Regions from separate parts of the Rattus norvegicus genome. Here all the other regions are linked to region 1. The links are chromatin contacts, called in public Hi-C maps. All regions are on one chromosome and are shown on one strand. Each heading gives the region's core, a stretch centred on a gene start, on an enhancer-like site or on the middle of the called end of the contact. The rest is flanking DNA. Distances are from core to core; before and after follow the strand shown.

Region 1 (2,700 bases), core at 198-2,697:
ATTTTATTTTTATTTTGTTTTATTTTATTTTATCACGACAGAATTTTATGTAGTCCAGGGTAGCCTTGAACATTCTGAGTAGCAGAGGATGATTTCTTGATCCTCCTACCTCTACTTTCAAAGTACTAAGATTACAGGAATGGGCTACTGCGCCCAGGTGGGTATAATTAATACACCACCACCACCACCACCACCACCACCACCACCACCACCACCACCACCACCACCACCACCACCATGCTTTAGTAAGGACACCTGAAAGCACAAACTCCATTCACAGCACTCTGTCATCTCATTTGTGAGGTGTGAACTCATTTCTTTTTCCCTGAAACTGGCCTCTTTTGTATGGAAAGAACTACCACACTTTGAAATACCATGCTCTCTTGCAAGAGAACACGGGATTCATCACCAAGGTCTATCCTGTAAAGCTCTGTGGCAGCTAGCTGTCCAGGAGGCATGATGTGGATCTGGTGCAACCTGGTAGGTAGCACATTGCTAAAGTCAGCATGGAGGACATTGCCCCTGGGGCTTGATTCTTGAATATACCAAACATCAGACTTAGAAGCAGTATGGGCTGCTGCGATAACATCTGAGAATATCTCATTGGTCACCTTTCTGAGAAGGTTAAGTGAGATACAAGTTGAATTATTCTGGAAAGAGCATATAGATATAGCTAGCCAGAGTCAGGATGGTTAGTCACAAAGTCCCAATTAGGTGTGTTGATTTGGAATAGGCCTTGAGGATCTCTTACATAGATGTGTCTACAAAGTATATAATTTAGGAGTTCTTCTGTAATAGCCCAAGATACTTATCTTTAAAAACAAGACAGCTTGTTTGAAGAGACAGCTCAGCAGTTAAGGATACATCTTGTTCTTGCAGAGGCCCCAGGTTTGATACCCAGCACCCTCATGGTGATTCTCAATTATCTGTAACTCCAGTTCTAGTGGATGTATCGTCCTCTTCTGGTGACAGGAAGCAGTGTCTACACATTCTGTACTAGACGTCTATTCGGGCAAAACACCCACACAGAGAATATAAGTAAACAAATATTCAAGAAACCAAGACATGAATTGTGTTTATTTTTAAATGTCAATGTCCCAGGACGACAGCCCCATGTTTATTTTCGTTTTCCTCTTGGTAATGAGGTGCTGCTTTCTCCCATAAATGAGAGTGCTTTGGAGAAGGGAGCAGGTAACACTGTCTACTTCCTCAGTGGTCAGGCCGAGCCGCCAGAGTTGGTTTTCATGGTCTTGACATTTCTGACAAGCCTCTGTACAGGCATCTGTATACATGCTAGGAGTGGCAGACAGTCTCCTGCAGCGTACAAAGGGCCCAGTTTCAAGGTTCAATCTCCGCATTCCACTGAGATGAAACTCAAAGCTTTTGCAGGTCTCCCTGAAGGCTTCTGGCTCGGCTGGACTCGGGACTGACTGTGAACTCAAGCTGCTCCACCAGCCCCCAGCCACAGCTGCCTATTTTTACATTGGCCACTCTTTCCGCTTGCCTCGGTCACATCCTTAAAAGACTCAGTCATTCTCGACCTTCGTCTTCCTCTTTCCCGTGGTAGTTTTCAAACCTTACACACTAACTTACCAAAGAAAGAGCGAACCTCAAAGTAAAGGCAGATATATGAAGCTAATCTTCATCCATGCCCAAGTCCCACTTCTAAGCGCCACAGATATTTCTTTCTTTTTACTCATTGCCCCCGGATTGAGAGGAGCAAGAGCAGGAAGGGTGGTGACTCAAAGCCAGAGCCCCAAAAAACAAACACCCACGAATGACTCAGAAGCCAGATCGGGGAGATTCCAAAGTTTTCCTTACTATAAAATTCATGTGTAGACAGTGCCACCGGACCTGTGAGCTCTCTCGCACTGGCTCTTACAGAGCTGTGCCACCCCACCCCACCCCACCCCTCACCCCGGGGAGGGAGTTTACTCGGTCAGAGAAGAGTGGATAGGATTCGAATTTCTTGTGCCAAATGTCGAGAAAATCCAACATGTCCTGTATGAGTCAGAATGCTTCACATCTCCTTTAGTGTCTTACTCACCGCTCGCTCACCGCTCGCCCCCTAGTCTTAATTGTGATTTTAATTAGACAAATGCGGCAGAAGTGGAGGTGAAGGCCTTTCATCTAAAGCGAGGGTTTTTCAGGCTGTGTGGTCTTTTGTTGGCTACTTGGATCTTATAGTGATAAAAGGATTGCTTTTATTCTAGCATTTCCCCGCCCCCCCGCCCCGCCACACCCCCCTTCTCGAAAGTTTAAAGGACTGTCCCGAACTTCGAATTCACATTTTTTTATGCCAAAGATAAAAGTTTTGTGGCAAAACGCTTTGAATTCCTGAGATGAAAGAGAACTCATAAAGAAAAGTTAACCTCATTTAATTTCTAAGCAGCTTTTGACGCGCGTGTGTAGACAGATGTAATTCAAGGCAGCTGGGGTAAGGTTAACTTCTGTGCTCTCCCGGTCTGTAGCCAAATGGAGCGACCTCTTCCTTTCACTCCTGTTACTGAGACAGACAGAGCCTGTCTGTCTTGGTCACGGTCAGGCTTGAGCAGTGGGGACACCCACACCCCCTCGAAGCCCACACCCAGCCCCGGTGCTTTGGCCGGGCTGTGCCGTGGGAGTGGGCACAGTCCCCTAGGGAAAGAAAGTAAAGTGTGGGTCAAAAGGCAAATGCATTCGAGGGTCTTAATGGCTTGA
Region 2 (2,700 bases), core at 34-2,533, 65 kb before region 1:
AGAAGACAGTGTTTGAGAACACATCATTTTGCCCTGGTTTATGAAAACTGATACTGTTTACTGTCCAGCTAAAACTGTGAAAATAAGGTTAAGAATAAGCAACAGTGTGTTTGACAGATACCCTTGGAGAAGGTCGTAAAGGTTCATTCAAAGGCCATAAAAGAATGCTTGGGAGTTTACTACTGCAGAACAACTTCACAGTCTTAAGACTCAAGTTTTCCTTTATATTTAAAGAGCTTAGAACATGGTGAAGTAATGAATGACCACTGCCCACGGCCTCCACAATAACCTTTAAAGTAACATAGGAAGAGGATCTTAAGGAAAATTCTACTTAAAAAAAAAAAAGGCAAAATATCCTTTTCCTTGCTTTGAAAAGACTGGAAAATTCATTCCTGCAACCTTGCTTCCCCTTTCACTGGTCAGAGTAAAAATTGGAAGTAGGAAAATTAATACCACCCCATCGTTTGAGTCACAGCCTTTGAAAGAAGGCAGTTTCCTCTGTGGGCACAAACGCGTTCCTGTTTCTTGAGAACGGGCCACTGGTGTGTGTCGTCCTCCTCCCACATCCCCCGTCTAAATGAGAACCCCATTTCTGCAAGTCCCAAGTCCGCCTTTACTCAAGCTGCTTGCTAGTCTCAATGGGAAAGCGGGGTCGGCTGGCTTGGTGACGCGCAGCGCTGAGTACTAGGGTCTCTCTCGGTCCATTCTCTTTCTATGGGGCCCGGAGGAGGACATTGCACGCACGGTCCTTCTCCTGAGCCTGCGACCTAACACTCCACAGAGCGCCGGCCCCGAGGGCCGGTCCCGACTCCGGCCAGAGGCTGAAGGCGGAGGGCGCAGGAAGAGCAGCCTGGGCTCAAGGACTGCAGCGTCCACGCGGCGGGAGAACACGGTGGCTGGCGCCGCGCGGCTGAGAGCGGGACACTGCGGCGGCGGACACGCGCGTCCGCTCCAAGCCGGCCGCCCCCCGACACACAAAGGCGACGAGGGCGCGCAGTCGCCGGCACAGGCCGCCGGCAGCCCCGCCACGCCGCCGCCTTTGTCTGCCGACCTCGGCCTCCCCGCTCCTTACCCGCGTGAGTAGCGGTCTCATCTGCTCGCCGGCCCCGTCTGCCTCCATGGCCCGCCTGGGAGCTCTGAGAGGCCGCGACCGCGGCAGAGACGGGCACGCGGAGGGCGACCCTGTGCGGAGCGCTGGCCGCGGAGAGCTGGCCGCGGAGTGAGGCGCCGACTGCGGGCGAGGGGCGTTCTCAGGGTGAGAAGCAACGGCGTGCCGCGAGGACTGAGAGAGCCAGAGGACGCGGCGCGGAGGAGGCTGCCGCGCCGGGACGGGGGCGGGACGGGGGCGGGGCTGGCTGGTGGGGGCGGGGCGCGCTCCGGCACGCCCCCCCGGAGCACGCCCCCTGCCTGTTTGGCACCAGGGCCGGCATCGAGCGACCGCCTCCACTGGCTAAGAGGCTCGGAGGTGGGGCGGAGGCAGAAGCAGACAGACATTCGTTTGAGCCAATCAGCAGTTCGGGAGGTTCTGTCCGCCCCCGCCCCCCACGGTCAGTTTCCCGGAGGCCCCGCCCCTCTTTGTAAAGGCTTAATTGACCGAGGCTGAGAGTGGAACTCAGTTTTTCGAATCGGAAGTTCTACAGACTTTCGAAGTGGAATGGGGTCATCACCCCATTCGGCTCCTTACCACGTGTTTTACAAGCAGACAGGACGACGCCCGATTCCTTCTCTGCCTCTGCAAGTTTCTCTCCTAGTGGTAACTATCCGTGGGCCCTGTAAAAGAGGGTATTCACTTAACCACTTGCCTCGTGTACTCCCTGCACTGGCCTGGTCCCACGACTCAATAGGTAGGGCGATTGTCCAATATCCGCCTGAGCGTGTAGGTGATGGCCTCCATCACACATGGTCATTGAGGTACATTTCTGTCCCTCTGTGAAGGTGTGTCATTTGTGGCATGCTTATCACTATTGTTAACAGGATGTTAATAAAGACAATAAAAAGTTGAGCTGAGAAAATCTAAATCTGACTGTGGAAGGAAATACCTATCAGCAGGTCAAGACTCACCTACCCATTATCAACAATAAATAGGAAATAGTGTACTGGATGACTGTTCTGCCTTGAGTCCTAGACCCCTTCCTGCTTTGTTCTAAATTTCCCAGAGAGATACAGGGTAGGCTGGCAAAAAGTCTAAGAGCAGGTGTGCTTCCATTAATAACAGCTACCATTTGAAAAGACCTAGAATTACAGACGGTGACATTTTGCAAACATGTCCCCTCTTTAATCCACACAATACTATAAAGTATGTTTGTATGTGATTTGACTGTGTTCCCCCAAAACCTGTATTGGAAACTTAATTCCCAAAGCAATGGTGTTGAGAAATAGGGTATTTAAGACAGAAGAGCTTCATGAGCTCATGAGCAGATTAGAAACTAAGGATCTGGGACTACAAATGCATCCTTTGCTCCCTCATAAATGCCCATCAGATCTTCTGCTCTCACATTCATGTTGACAGGAAGAAGTTTCACCAAATGTAATCCTCCCACCATCTTCAGAACTGTGAGAAATTTTTTTTCTTTATAAATGACTCATTATGTCATTCTATATAACCACACCAAATAGACTAGGATAGTGTTGTGTTCCCATTTTACAGATAAGGAAGTGGAGACTTAGAGAAATAACTAACTCAGGGTTCTACTAAGTAGA
Region 3 (2,700 bases), core at 17-2,516, 76 kb after region 1:
AGATAGTTTATTCTGGGGCTGAAGATGAATGACCATGGTCTGGGGACACAAACTCCATGACCCAGCATGGCAGCAATTTCATGAAATGTTCTAGAAAATAGTGACAGAACAAACAAAATAAGAAATCAAAGCACCTTTCAAGTACATTGATAGAAACCTCAGGTGGGACGACCCCAGCAAAGTAGGGAAATCTTTGCTATAAGCCTCAGGTTTTACCTATGACATTTGTAGCTTTTGAGATGTTAAAATCTCTGAGTCTTTTCATATGTCCAAAAGATTTACCCACTAATTACAAACATTACTAATTTCAAACCAAGGTGTGAAATAAATCTATTAAGTGGGCTCAAGCTATCCTGAGACAATTTGGCTCCAGGATTGTGACATTTCCATATCTCTACATCACTGAAGTTTTCATCAGTCAGTCAGTCTTTGCAGCCGCAGCTGCTCCCTGTATACTATCAACAGTTTACATTTCTGTGGGAGGGAAACCATCTTTTCTTCAGTCTAGTCTGAGGTAGACTTGAAGCATAATGGGACCAAAGATGCAGACACACAGAGCCGATGCAACTGTAGAACAGTGTTATGACATTGTGGGGCTATTCACACAATGAAAAACCATTGACACCATCGGGAACCCACATGGCCAATGTGAATGGCCTTGGTTTCACTATGCTCTCATTTCTAGATCGCTGGTCTGGCAGAATTGCTGTTCTCATCATGCATTTGATGCCATGACATACCAGAAAGCCCTTATAAGGACAGATTAAAAAGATAATTCTATCCAGGGAACAATCCCAAAAATCTCCCACCATCACAAGCTGAACTATGGAATACCACAGTGATATGGTTCTCTTGAGTGGCCTGTAAACCTTCTTCCCAATGCCTCATTTTGTCTCCCTTCCAGATTCTTTCTCTGCTGATGACAGGAGTCTAGACCGTCTGAGTAGAAGCCTCAATCTGGTTATCTGAGACCACATCAGCCTTTGCCACCAGCAACAAGCCCCCTCTCACATCTGCAAGTCTGTAGTCCAGACAATCAGAGCTTCCCCCCAACGGCAGTGGTATGTTCTAATTTCTGATACCACCTCGTATTGGGAGCTGTGTTTGTCAAAGTATCAAAGAATCATAGATTTTTAAATGCAGGCTTTATGCAGAGAGGGGAACTTTTCTTCCCTTTCTGAAAGCAGGTTCCTGAGTCCAGGAAGGCTGTGCTCTGACTTCCTCCTCTGTAGCTGCCTGTCCCATCTTAGTGCAAGCTGATGCAACAGTTATCTTGGCAACAGCTTAATGTGGGTTGGGACACTCCACCCAACACGTCATTAATCCCCACTGCTGCCTGAATCAGCAAAAGATACAAAGCCTTCCCTTAAATGGCAGTGTCAGGACAGATGCCACAGCTTGCCAGAGGCTTCAAATGTGGCCCAGAGGCCACGGAGGAGAGAGGTACAAACCTTAAACACACTGTCTTTGTATGCGGTGACTCTAGTAGAGGCCATGGCATCTTGAACTCCGTTATTCCACACCTTGACTTTGTCTCTCAATATCTTAGAATTAGGGAGGTTTACTCTTAGCACAATCCATATAGGTCTGCTTCATATTCTGCCCCTGAAGAATGCACAACTTAAGTTGATCTTTTGCTTATAGTCCATCAATAGACATCTTCTAGACCTGTGATGTCATATGGAATTCATTATAGACCATGCAACTCTCAACCCAAATCTTCCCATGCCTCTTGCCACCTGCTGCTAAAGAGCTTCATGCATGAAGACCATAGACCACATATCACTGTTCGGGAAAGGATTTTTTTTCTTGTTTCTGACCCGGCCTTCTCCTTGGCCTTTCTGCTGATTCTCTGCAGGAATGAGAAGGAACTCATTTGGGGAAAGGACACAAGCTAGCTCTTAAGGTAGAAAGGGACCAGTCTCCAAGGCAAGAATCATTTCTTTTTTAAAAATGTTTTATTAGATATATTTCTTTACTTACATTTCCAATGTTATTCCCTTTCCAGGTTTCCTGTCCATAAGCCCCCATCCTTTACCCTCCCCCCCATATGGGTATTTCCCCCCATACATCCCCCTTACTGCCACCCCCATATTCCTTTGTACTGGGGGTCCAACTTTGGCAGGACCAAGGGCTTTCCCTTCCACTGGTGCCCCAACAAGGCTATTCTCTGCTACATATGTAGTTGGAGCCCTGGGTCAGTCCATGTATAGACTTTTGGTAGAAGTTTAGTCCCTGGAAACTCTGGTTGGTTGGCATTGTCGTTCTTATGGGATTGCAAGCTCCTTCAACTCTTTCAATCCTTCCTCTAATTCTGCCCAAGGGGGTCCTGTTCTCAGTTCGGTGATTTCTGTATTGGACATGCTCTGGATGTGTCTCTCAGGAGAGATCTGTATCTGGTCCCTTTCAGCATGCATTTTTTAGCTTCATCAATCTTATCTAGTTTTGGTGGCTGTACATCAAGAATCATTTCTAGTCTGAGGGACACATGATGGAATCAGCTCTCCTTGTCTTAGTTAGGGAACAAATAGTACTAAGAATGTGGGATGGAAATATTAACCGTACTTAGTCCTCACCATTGTAACCTGCTATAATCTGGGGGGTGAAGGTTTTTTTTTTGTTTTTTTTGTTTTTTGTTTTTTTTGTTTTTTTTTTGTTTTGTCTCAGTGGGACCGAAGAACCTAGATTTGGAAAGACATG

Evidence for each region. A called contact is a pair of places that touch in the nucleus more often than the background predicts.
Region 2: a Hi-C map of the A7r5 cell line shows a contact between it and region 1, with 2.2 times the contacts expected there. The contact joins the promoter of Slc4a7 here to the enhancer-like site in region 1. A contact is called at or near these places in 3 of 12 Hi-C or Micro-C datasets (the A7r5 cell line, the Rat2 cell line and mammary epithelial cells).
Region 3: a Hi-C map of mammary epithelial cells shows a contact between it and region 1, with 1.6 times the contacts expected there. The contact joins two enhancer-like sites. A contact is called at or near these places in 2 of 12 Hi-C or Micro-C datasets (Schwann cells and mammary epithelial cells).

Annotation. Positions count from the first base shown.
Region 1 is chr15:13,158,659-13,161,358 of GRCr8, forward strand. No RefSeq gene overlaps it. Among named protein-coding and RNA genes, the nearest start is that of Slc4a7, 65 kb to the left of the region's middle. Within about 2 kb of position 1,448, at least 26 of the 93 cell types and tissues checked have an H3K27ac peak or open chromatin away from gene starts, as enhancers often do. A contact at or near this core is called in the A7r5 cell line and Schwann cells, where this site is marked.
Region 2 is chr15:13,094,009-13,096,708 of GRCr8, forward strand. Slc4a7 (solute carrier family 4 member 7) reads right to left here and starts at 1,284. Exons shown (of 25, transcript NM_001270861.2): 1 at 1,073-1,284. The coding sequence starts at 1,120.
Region 3 is chr15:13,234,640-13,237,339 of GRCr8, forward strand. No RefSeq gene overlaps it. Among named protein-coding and RNA genes, the nearest start is that of Or2t35, 59 kb to the right of the region's middle. Within about 2 kb of position 1,267, at least 13 of the 93 cell types and tissues checked have an H3K27ac peak or open chromatin away from gene starts, as enhancers often do. A contact at or near this core is called in Schwann cells, where this site is marked.